2 separate regions of the Mus musculus genome follow, and region 2 is linked to region 1. The links are chromatin contacts, called in public HiChIP or PLAC-seq maps. All regions are on one chromosome and are shown on one strand. Each heading gives the region's core, a stretch centred on a gene start, on an enhancer-like site or on the middle of the called end of the contact. The rest is flanking DNA. Distances are from core to core; before and after follow the strand shown. Region 1 overlaps Gm39273 (a long non-coding RNA gene). Region 2 overlaps Piezo1 (piezo-type mechanosensitive ion channel component 1).

Region 1 (5,608 bases), core at 1,602-4,101:
CAGTTCTGCTACTGTGCCCCTCTTCAAGTCTGGTTCATGAGCTTGTCTGTATGTATGTGTGTGCCCATGCAAAAGTGTGGTATATCTGGACAAATACCTTGATGCGTGCCATGTGGTTGTTATAACCTGCAGAATACATGATATTAACAGGTGCGTAGGTACCTTCATGTGTGTAGATGCGTGTACAGATCTATAGATGTATGCATATGTCAGGACCTGTGCAGATATACAGTGTGCACATTTTGTGTGCATATAGATGTATAGATTTGTAGATGTGTTGTAGAGTGTGTGGATCCATGGGAGTTAGATGTGTTAATGTATGTATGTGTGTATATGTATGTATGTACGTATGTGCAAATGCACAGGTGAATATATGTTAGTAGGTATGGATCCATAGGAATACACATGTTAGTGTATCTACCATCATACAAGCATGTACATGTATATACAGATGCACAGGTATGTACCTATGTTGGTGTATGTATGTTTATAGGTATGTGCCTATGTGTGCTCAGATGTACACATATGTGCATACACTTGTATGTATGTACAAATATATAGGATTGTACATCTGTATACATATGCAGAAATGTGTGTTTGTGTGTATCCTGATGCAGATGCACACAGGAATGTACTCATACATGTGTAAGAGTGATGTGTGTGTGTGTGTGTGTGTGTGTGTGTGTGTGTGTGCATGCATGTTGTGCTGACTGGTTTTGTCAACTTGACACAAGCCAAAGTCATTGAAGAGGAGGGAACCCTGATTGGAAAAGGTGCCTAGAGGGCATTTCCTTACTAGTGACTGATGTGGAACCGGGGCCCACCGTGGGCAGTGCCACCCCTGAGCTGGTGGTTCTGGGAACTCTTAAGTAAACAAGGTCAGCACATCATGAGGAGCATCCTCCCTCATGACCTCTGCATCAGCTCCTGCCTCCAGGCTCCTGCCCTGACTTCCTTTAGTGATAAACCATGATGTGGAAGCGTAAACAAAACCCAACACTTTTCTCAAGTCCTGGTGTTTCATCACAGCAGGAGTAGCCCTCATTAAGATGCATACAGGAGGCCAGAGCTCTGTCATCAGTGTCTTCCTTGATTAGACATTGAGCAGGCTCTCCCTTAAGTCTTAAGTAGCCATCTTGCTCCAGGATCGCTGTCCTCCCCTTCCTGAGTGCTGGGACTGCAGGCTCTCATTCCCACCTGTCCTTTACCTCCGACCGTGACATCACCCTTTTTGTTTGCTTTGATTTGGATTATGTAGCCCTGGCTGTCCTGGAACTCACTGTGTAGACCTCAAATCCAGAGATCTGCCTGCCTCTTTTCCTGAGCGCTAGGACTAAAGGCATGCGCCACCACGCCTGGCCGGGTTCTCACTCTTACACTGCTGGCAGGCACTTTGCCCACTGAGCCTCTCCCCAGCCTCTGGGCATACCATTTTTAAAGTACAGAAATCCTGAAAGAAGCTGTTCTTAGGGAGAAACAATGGTAAGAATGCTATCCATCTCAGCAGACAGGGAGGGAGCAAAGCAAAGGAGCACAGAAACCATTATTCCGGAGACCTGGCCCCGGGAACCTTACTCTCCAAGGTGAAGGGCAGCCAGTTGGGGTGGTGCACACCTGTAACCCAGCACCCAGGGCAGAGGCAAGCAGATTTCTGTAAGGTTTGCTCTATTTAAGAAAGGGGAAATGGGGGGCTGGAGAGATGGCTCAGTGGTTAAGAGCACCGACTGCTCTTCTGAAGGTCCTGAGTTCAAATCCCAACAACCACACGGTGCCTCACAACCATCCGTAATGAGATCTGACGCCCTCTTCTGGTGCATCTGAAGACAGCAACGGTGTAATCAGATATAATAATAGATAATATCAAAGAAAGAAAGAAAGAAAGAAAGAAAGAAAGAAAGAAAGAAAGAAAGAAAGAAAGAAAGAAAGGAAGGAAGGGAGGAAATGGAAAAAAGCTGAACTGAAGGAATTTGTCTTGAATGCCTCCCCACAAGGAATATTAGACATTCTTTAGAAAAACACGGGTCAGGCTAAGGCGGTGTCTAAGTCTGTGGATAGTTTGCACGAGGCCTAGGGATCCGGGAGAGAGGAGACTCAGAAATTCAGGTCTGGGGCCAGAGAGATGGCTCAGTAGCTAAGACCACTTGTGCTCCTCCAAAGGACCCAAAATTTAGTTCCCAGAAAAGGATGTGAGCTCGCATCTGCCTGAAGCTCCAGCTCCAAAGGACTTGCCAGGCTCTTTTGGAGGTCGCAGAAAACCCTACATTGGGCATACACCCATACAGACATGCATACATTATATTATATACATTATATACACCCATACAGACATGCATACATTATATTGTATATATTGCATATGTACAATGCATTAGGAAATTTAAGGTTTAAAGAAAACAAAAATGCCGGTCTGCACTAAAGAAAGGCGAAAGGAAAACCACCAATTCTCAGGGTACACAGCCAAAGCCCCAGCACTCAGATCAAAGCAGGGGGTTGCTATGGGTTTGAGGCCAGCTAGGGCTTCATAGCAAGACCCCGTCTCAACCCACGCTCAAGGAAACGTTAGGATGATAAACAGTTTCTGTGCAGCCTTAGTGTCCTCGCTCTCCAACCTTCCATGCCCCCCACCCCACCCCCACGCCGCACCTTGTCCCCATCTCACAGGCATGCAAGGGAGTCCCACTGTGAGAGCATGAGTCTTGGTGTGGACTGCATGCAGTTCTTGGGGCCAGAGGCCTGGTCCCTGGGAACTATTCTGGAGTATGGGGCTCAGGGCTCAGGTCAGGCTCCACTGCTTATACATTCCTGTCTTTCCTTAGCAGTCAAATTGATTAAAACCAGACATGGGGTGGCACAAAGGACACGGAGCACATAAACGCTGTAAAACTCAACTGGTCAAGGCTTTGTGATGTGGCCTGTGATCCCAGTACACAGGGGGCAGGGGCAGGAAGGTCGCTTCATGTTTAGGGCCAATCTGGGCAATATGTAAGAAGACCCCATTGACAACAAAGCCAAGAACAGTGGGTGGCTCTCATCTGTATTTTCAAATCTAGAAACAGAGGCAGTAGGATTGCTACAACTCTGGGGCTAGCCTCAGCTACAGTATAAGACACTGACTCAAGATAAATAAAAGACTCCCATCAAGACAAGGAAGGGAGTGGATTGAGAGAAAGCAAGAAAGTGAGCGAGCACTAGGAGAAGCAGACATCAGACATCAGCACCAGCAGAAACAGTTGCAGTGGGGGGTGAGGTGCTCCTCTGTAACCCCAGGGTCTCAGAGGCAGAAAGAGCAGGAATTGAGGTGAATCTCGGCTACACAGGAAAGGAAGAACAGGGGTGGGAGGGATGGGAGGGAAGGGAGGGAGGGAGGGAGGTAGGGGAGGGAGGGAGGGAGGAACAACACACAGAAACAGTCCTGCAGGCTGAAAGCCAATAATGGCATCCCGATGTAAGCAGCGCCCACAACCTCCTGGATGGGCTGACTCTACAGATCCCTTTAACTGCAAACACAGCTCCTCAGGCCCACATGGAGGGTGTGGAAGAACACATTCCTACCTTAACAAATGTCAAGGGAATCATGCCTGGTCTGTTCTTAGACTACAATGGGATTAAAGTAGAAATAACAAGTAGATAGATGAAAACTCTCAAAGGACTTCAGCTTAAGCACTACACTCAGAAGTAACTCCAGGGTCAAAGAGGAGACAACTGGCCGGGAACTTCCTGTGTAGACCAGGTTGGCCAGGCTTCCATTCACTGAGATTCTACTGTAGCCTCCCTCATGCTGGGATTAAAAGGTGTTTGCTACCAGACTAGCTAAAAAGTTTTAAATTAAAAGTTTTTTTTTAAATTACTTTTATAGCCTGGTGGTGGTGGCACACACCTTTAATCCCTCGGGAGGCAGGGGCAGGTGGATCTGTGAGTTTGAGGCCGGCCTGGTCTACAGAGTGAGTTCCAAGACAGCCAGGGCTACACAGTGAAACCGTTTCAGAATCCCCCTGATGCCCAAAAGGCTGGAAACATAGAAGATGGTTCATCAAGAGCACTCGCTGCTCTTCCAGAGGACCTCGCTTAAACTCCTAGCACCCGGATGCTGCTCACAGACATCCACTGCTCCAGGTCCAATGGATCCAATGCACTCTGCTGATGTGCACCAAACACTCATGGGATTCATACACACACATGCAAGCAAAACATGCCCATAAAACAAACCGAAAAAGGTATGTTCAAAACAAAACATTGTAAAGACACATAAAATAACACAGGGTAATAATACATAGATGTCCTGACCCTGGGCTTGACAGTGATCTAGAAACAACACCAAGGTCCAATCTGTAAGGAACTGGATACATTAGGGACAGGGAGAGACTGCACGAGGTTCTGGGAAATGGCAGAGTGGAAGGCATCAAGAATCCATTTCCCAGACTAAACAGAACCTGAGAGGCAACTACTTAGCAGTTCCTCATCTGCCAAAAACCTGCAAGTCCCAAGAGAAGGCTTGTGGCCTCATCGTGTTTTATTCTCATAATTTAGGAAACTAATACTTTCAAAAGAAAAACAAGCATTCACCGTGTAATTTATTTTGTGACTCCAAATTTTGCTTCCTACCTAATTTAAGAGACTAGTGTACTTAATTGGTTTATATTTATGAGCACACAATCAATAAAGATATAATCTTTCGATATCCATAACTGAAGCTTTGCAGCAGGAGCTACCTGGTGACTGCTTTAAATCCAGAGTAGAACGTTAACACCTCTGACTCCTGCTCAGCTCCAGCCCCGGTGACAGCTCACACCTGCAGTGCCAGCACTCAGGAGGCTGGAGGAGGAGTCTGTATCAGATGCCAGCCTGGCCCACAGCATGTGGCAGACACTAGCTCAAAGGAAGAAAAACCTCCATGGTAACCTCAAAGAAAATAGTGACAGGTTGTAAATAAAAAGACGTAAAAAAGGAACTAAACGCTTTTGTTTCACTGCAAGAAAAAGTGTAATAAAAAAAGATGGTAATTCAGGAAATGAAAACCAAACCATCCCGGACAGAAAATAGTGTAATGGCAGAAATCTGCTCTCAGCAGTAGCTAAAAAGATTAAACTCTCCATTCAAGGCCAAGGACTGGGCTGTGTTGAGCTGGAAGCCTGAAAAGACTCAAGGTGACAAAACTCAAGGTGACAGTGGCAGGAGAGAATCCGGAGATAAGAGGGGGAAGACTGAGCCTGCTATCAAATGTCTTCCCCCCTCCTCCCTCGCCCACCTTCCCTTCATTCCCCCCATTTCTCCCTCCCCCCTTCCCCCTCTCCCCAGACAGGGTTTTGTCTGTGTAGCCCTGGCTATCCTAGAGCTCACTATGTAGACCAGGCTGGCCTTGAACTCAGAAATCTGCCTGCCTCTGCCTCCCCAGATTAAAGGCATTTGATGCCGGGCAGTGGTGGCGCACGCCTTTGATCCCAGCACTTGGGAAGCAGAGGCAGATCTCCGTCATGAGTTCCAGGCCAGCCTAGGCAGCTCCAAGACAGCCAGGGCTACATAGAGACACAAGATGGCAGATAGCTCAGCTGGTAAAGGCGCTTGCCCCCAACCCCAAAGACCTGAACTCCATTCCTAGAACCCACATCTT
Region 2 (5,608 bases), core at 1,830-4,329, 360 kb after region 1:
ACAGATAGCGCATTGGCTTGTAGAAGAGCAACAGGAAGCCCGCCAGGCTGGGTGGTCCCATGGGGGCCTACAGTAAAGATCTTAAATGGTAGGCAAGAAATCAGGCCCGCGTGCTCGCTTCGGCAGCATATATACTAAAAGTGGAATGATACAGAGAAGATTAGCATGGCCCCTGCGCAAGGATAATACCCAAATTCGCGAGGCATTCCATATTTTAAAAAAAAAAAAAAAGAAAAGAAAAAAGAAATCAGGCCCCCACCCGTCCTGAAGCTGTGGACACCACTGTCCCTTGACTGACAATGGGAGGAAACCCTGCCTGGGGATGCAGCCAGGGTTACAGGCATGAAGCCGGGGGTGGAGGGGACATTTCCCTCTTCCTCCCCCACCCCCATATCCCACCCTGCTGTTTAGGGACATAGAGATAGTTGGGCTAGCTGGCCAGGCCTCCCTAAGGCATCTTCTGGGGTTGGCGGCCTCTGTGACACTCATGTGGAACAGCTCTAAACTTCCCTGCTTCCGAGACCCTCTGCGGGTGTAGGGAAAGGTGGATGAAAGTCACTTACTGTCCTAGACACACCCAAAGCCCTCCCTGCCCCCCCCCCCACACTTTTACTCAGCCTCCCTGTCCTCCAGGTTGGACACACAGTACCAGGCCCCCTATCTTTTCTTTTCTTTTTTTCTTTGACAACAGTCCTTTGGTGCTTTTTACAGAGGAGGAAAAAGGAAGGGCAAGTTTTCAGTTGGGTCCTCCAGGCCTGCTCTCCATATCTCTTCTGGGATCTCCTCCTAGCCCCTTGTTCTGAACGCCTGCCTCTCTGCTGTGCCCAGCGTGTACTATCTTCTCACCTCCACACTTAAGGGCCCCACCAAGCCCTCACCCTATGCTGCTGGCTACAGTCATCAGAGCCCTCTCGCATGGCTGGAATGGGGTAGATGCAGTCCCATTCATCCCAAAGCTACACCCTGGGCTCCTGGGCCGCTGTGGCCCATCACCTCACGTTGCGGTGGTCATGGCTCACGTGTGGTTCCCTCCAGTCCCAGGTCTCTGTGTGGCTTCTGTGGGTTTGAATTGAAAGTCTTGGTCTTTCTGAGTCTCGAAGGATCCTTTGTCTGCCCCAATTCCTTCTTACAAGTGCACATAAATCACACTAGGGACAGGGACTCACCTCAGGCCACTTACCACACCCACTGGTGACTAGGCAGTCTGTGGTGCATTGTGGGGACAGGGGCCCAGTTCACAGACCCTCACACTCATAGATTCTTTTTCTTTTTCTTTTCTTCTCTTTTATTTTGGTTTTTCGAGACAGGGTTTCTCTGTATAGCCCTGGCTGTCCTGGAACTCACTTTGTAGACCAGGCTGGCCTCCAACTCAGAAATCTGCCAGCCTCTGCCTCCCGAGTGCTGGGATTAAAGGTGTGCGCCACAACGCCCGGCACATTCACAGATTCTTATGATCTATCGGCTGCTCAGCTCCAATGGTGGTCAGTTCTAGCCATTGATGTGTCCAGGATCCTGGTCAGATGGACCCTGGAGCGTAGAGCTTGCTTCCTCTGACCCCTGTCTCTGATCCCTGGAAAACCAAGTTTTCGGGGACACTTGTGAGACTGATACCTACCCCAGGATTGTGACAGACATTGGCCTGCATGTGGCATTGTCCAGGCCTGTGTGCAAGGCCATGGGGTGGGACAGAGGCTGCCCTTCCGAGAAGTAGTCTTCTGAGGGTATTGGTTACTTCTGGGCCCCGAACACACCTTGCTGAGCCTCTCCCAGCCTGGCAGCTATGGCCTCTTTGGACAGCGTACTCCTCTGTGGGACCCAGGGTCTCAGCGGAGTCTCTGCTCCACCACTGGACACGGCTGCTGCATAGCTGGGACCATAGAAGGACTCCAGGCTCTGCTCTGCCTTGTAGCTCTTTGCCAGTCTAGACACCACTTCCTCCAGGGCTGAGACTGTGGCTGCCCCAGGGTCCCAAGCAGGCCCTGCCCTGCCCTGCCCTGCCCTGCCCTAGAGATGGGTTGCAGTCCTTTGGGCTAGCCTGGTCTCTCCTGTTGGGGCCTCTGCTCAACTCTCTCTGCTCACCGAGGTCTTTCTTTTGGCCTAGAGAGACTCTCCTCCCTTCTCAGAGGGAGGTAGCCTAGAGACTAGGAGGGCAGGCCATCCAAACCTGTTCCCTCTCTTGTGCAGACAGGAGTGACAATGGTGGGGTGGGGGGTTATATGAGACCCTCAACCTTGTTTCTGTGCTGGGCCGAGATGGTAGGGTGAGGTGAGTCTGCTCTTCACCCAGGCTTCCCTCGAAGAAACCATGCTGTTCCTGCACTGGACGCTTGCTTGTCTCCACTTGGGCTGGACGGCCTGCTGCGTTGATGCAGACTAGTGTGAACCTTCACTGTGTTCTCTCCCTGTTGACACAGCCCATCCCTCCAAAGGATCCGGTCATCTCAAGCACACACTGTATCTCTGCACCTTTCCGTCCGTCTGTCCAGCACTGGCTGTGGTAGGGGAAGCTCCCCACAGATCTGCCGTGTGCTTCAGACTCATTTCCAGAGCCATTTACAAATGTGTCTGGCATCTGCTTTGGGAGGTCGCTGTAAGGCTTCTTTGACCAGAGACATATGGGAGCAGCTGGCTCAAAGAGCCTCCAGGGAGTGGTGGATTCTCGTCTCCTACCCTGACAGACCCTGGGCCAGGCTGGGGCTTCTTGAGTAGGTGAGGTCTCCCTTACAGCCCAATCTGCAGGCCCATCTTCATGCTCATGGTGGAGGAGGGGTGGTGACAAACCTTCTGTGTGGTGTACTCTAAAAGTTGTGTGTGGTCCTATTACCCTTACCCCTCCCTCCCTGACCCGGTTCCCACAACGACGAGCAAACCGTTGCTCTGCTCTGGGTCACTCAGAGTCCAGGGGAGCCACCCGGTGGACTTCATTAGCCCTCAGCTATGGCTTGAGGACCCCAGAGTGGATGTTAGCAAGGGTCTTCAGCTTTGTGCTGTAGGGTGAGGGTCTATAAAGGGTTAAGTATGTGCTGGCCTGCAAGGGGCCCTTCCTGCCTCTGGCTGTCCCTATTGTTGCTGGCTCAGGAAAGGCCTGTTTCCTGTGAAATCACAGGCTTTGCCCAGCAGCTCCACCAGAGCAGTCTGAGGCTCTGCCCTCTTTGAGGAATGTCTTTGTCCCCCATGACCCCTCTCCTGCAGTTAGGTGGCAGCTAACCTTCAAGGACAAAGACAAGGAAGGCTGTCTCCTTCAGGCTGCTTGTGATAAATAACATCTCACCTCTGTCCTCTGCACTGCTAAAGTCATGGTTGTGACAGTCACATCAATGTGTTTCAACCAATACGCCACACCACCGGGACCAGGGAGCACCTGGGAACCCTGCATCCCGACACAGCCAGGTTGTGTTGCCTCTTAGTGTTTCTTTCCCTCTCTTCCCAGAAGCAAGAGCTGCACGGCTGACCCAGGCGGGACTCGCTCTCCTGGCTCGCTCTTCTTGCTCTTGAGGGGTGATAATCTTGGAGGAATGATGACTGAGAACGAGACCCTGGAGTGTCAAGTTGTGCCTCTGAGCCTGTTTCCTTGGGTAGAGTGTTCGTCTCTGGACGTAGCCTTTATTTCTCTGTACAGTGTTGGGACCGCTCTACACGGAGGGCAGGCAGGAAGGAAAAGAGGCAGGGGAAAGGGCAGAGCTCAGGGCCTGTGCATCTCCCAAGCTGACCTGTGTTGCTGAGGCAGGACAGGGCGTTCCCCTCGCCTGGTCCCTGGTGCCTCACCTTGCATTTCATCTACCTTTGGCACATACAGCTATGTAGGGTTCTCCTGGCCCTACCTGGGATTAGGAGTAGCCAGGCCTCAATCTCAGTAGCCCATCTCACATTTCCTCGTTGCCAGGAAGCCAGGCATGGAAGTCCCTACCCCTTGCCATCTTGGGTCTCTGGTTTCTGGAGCCCATCACAGATTTTGGACACCGTTCATGTATTTATTCCGGTAAAACATCTATCCACGAAGTTTGTCATCTTAATCTATTTTTGATAGTGTGGTGGCATTAGGCACATCCTCATATGTCACTAATGGCCACCCCAGGACCATCTCATTTTCCTGACTGAAACTTGATAACAGTTAAACTTTAGCCGCGGGACTGGAGAGATGGCTCAGTAGTTAAGAGCACTGACGGCTCGTCCACAGATCCTGAGTTCAATTCCCAGCAACCACATGGTGGCTTACAACCATAATGAGATCTGGGGCCCTCTTCTGGTGTGTCTGAAGACATCGACAGTGTACTCATATACGTAAAATAAATAGATAATTCTTAAAAACAATAATAAATTAACTTTAGCCTCTCCCGCACTCAACACACACAGAACCTCGGGGTCTGAATTTTAAGCTTGCCAAGCAGGCTGCAGGGTAAAGCATCTTTCCCTGCTCCCCAGGGCCTGTGGTGGCCGCCCTTCATTGGCTGTGCTTGGGAGGCCAGAATTCAAAGTCAGGAGTCTTCTCCAGTTGTGTTCCACTTTTTGGAGTTCATCAGTTGGCTTGATTGACCAGCAGGCTCTGTTGCTGTTTCTACAGAATGCTACCTACCACACACAGCGTTTCATACCTGCACCAATCACTGTACGTAATCTAAGTGTGTGTATGTGTATGAACACAGGTCCGTGCGTGTCACAGCATGCTCGTGGAAGTCAAAGGGCAAGCTTGGGTGTTGGCCCTCATCTTCTACCTTATTTGGCACAGGGTTTCTCTGTTAATCCCTGCTGCTTTTGCCAACCACCTGGCCTGACCGCTTCTAGCCAGTCTCTCCTCTCTCCCTCCCATCTCCTGGTAGAGGTGCGCTGGGATTACAACTGGCTTTTGCACAATTCTGGGAATCCAAACTCGGGTCACCAGGCTTCTGTGGCAAGCCACCAAGACGCGTCCTTAGCCTGGCTTTCCATCTTTTCACGTGGGTTCTGGTGATCTCAGCCGAGGTCCACGTGTTCATGCGGCACATGCTCTTGGCTCCCGACACGGGCTTTTGATCACTGCCCCTCACGTGCTTGGTTCAGTGCTGGCCATTCCCGGTATGTGAGGTCGAACCAGTGTCCTCAGAGGCAGGACCTGTCACATCAGGGATGTTAGATAGGAGAAAGCTCTCAGGGGCCTGTGGATGAAGGGACTGGTGGGTAGTCAGCTGGGTAGACAGGTGGGCAGGATCGACAAGCCAGTGGAAAGCTGGGTAGACATCTACCTGACCGGAAGCAGCGAGTGTGAGGGAGGGTGCAGCCTCTGTGAGACTAGGCTGGACGTGGCCCTGGTTGGGCTGAGAAATAGAGCCCTGGAAAGCAGAGGGATTTCAGAAAGCTTTGCCTCCACAAATGCACTTCCCCCCTGCCTCTTGGGCCAAAGAAGATCGATTTTTTTTTTTAATGTATCATTGTTGAAAACTTCAGATTTGATTTAGGAGAGCTGAGCCTTGCATGGTAGCCAATGTATGTCAGGAAGAAGACAGCACCCTGACTCCAGAGAGGCCCTTGGGAGCCAAGAGAAGTGCAGTCGTGGTCAACACCCTGCCCTCCCCACTACCACCACCCTCTCCACCCCTGCTGCCAGGCTCCTTGAAGCAGCAGGTGCCCTTGGA

Evidence for each region. HiChIP or PLAC-seq counts read pairs in DNA pulled down with a chosen protein or histone mark.
Region 2: a contact with region 1 is called in an H3K27ac HiChIP or PLAC-seq map of embryonic stem cells, with 4 times the contacts expected there. The contact joins two enhancer-like sites. A contact is called at or near these places in 2 of 39 promoter capture datasets (cranial neural crest and maxillary cranial neural crest) and 4 of 115 datasets of contacts at active chromatin or transcription factors (bone marrow-derived macrophages, differentiating embryonic stem cells, embryonic basal ganglia and 1 more).

What each region holds. Positions count from the first base shown.
Region 1 is chr8:122,872,599-122,878,206 of GRCm38.p6, reverse strand. All of the region lies in intron 1 of Gm39273 (a long non-coding RNA gene), which reads right to left. Among named protein-coding and RNA genes, the nearest start is that of Gm39273, 5.0 kb to the right of the region's middle. Within about 2 kb of position 2,851, at least 7 of the 459 cell types and tissues checked have an H3K27ac peak or open chromatin away from gene starts, as enhancers often do.
Region 2 is chr8:122,515,177-122,520,784 of GRCm38.p6, reverse strand. The region is part of intron 1 of Piezo1 (piezo-type mechanosensitive ion channel component 1); the gene reads left to right. Gm26497 (a small nuclear RNA gene) reads left to right here and starts at 111; the gene lies at 111-217. Within about 2 kb of position 3,079, at least 60 of the 459 cell types and tissues checked have an H3K27ac peak or open chromatin away from gene starts, as enhancers often do.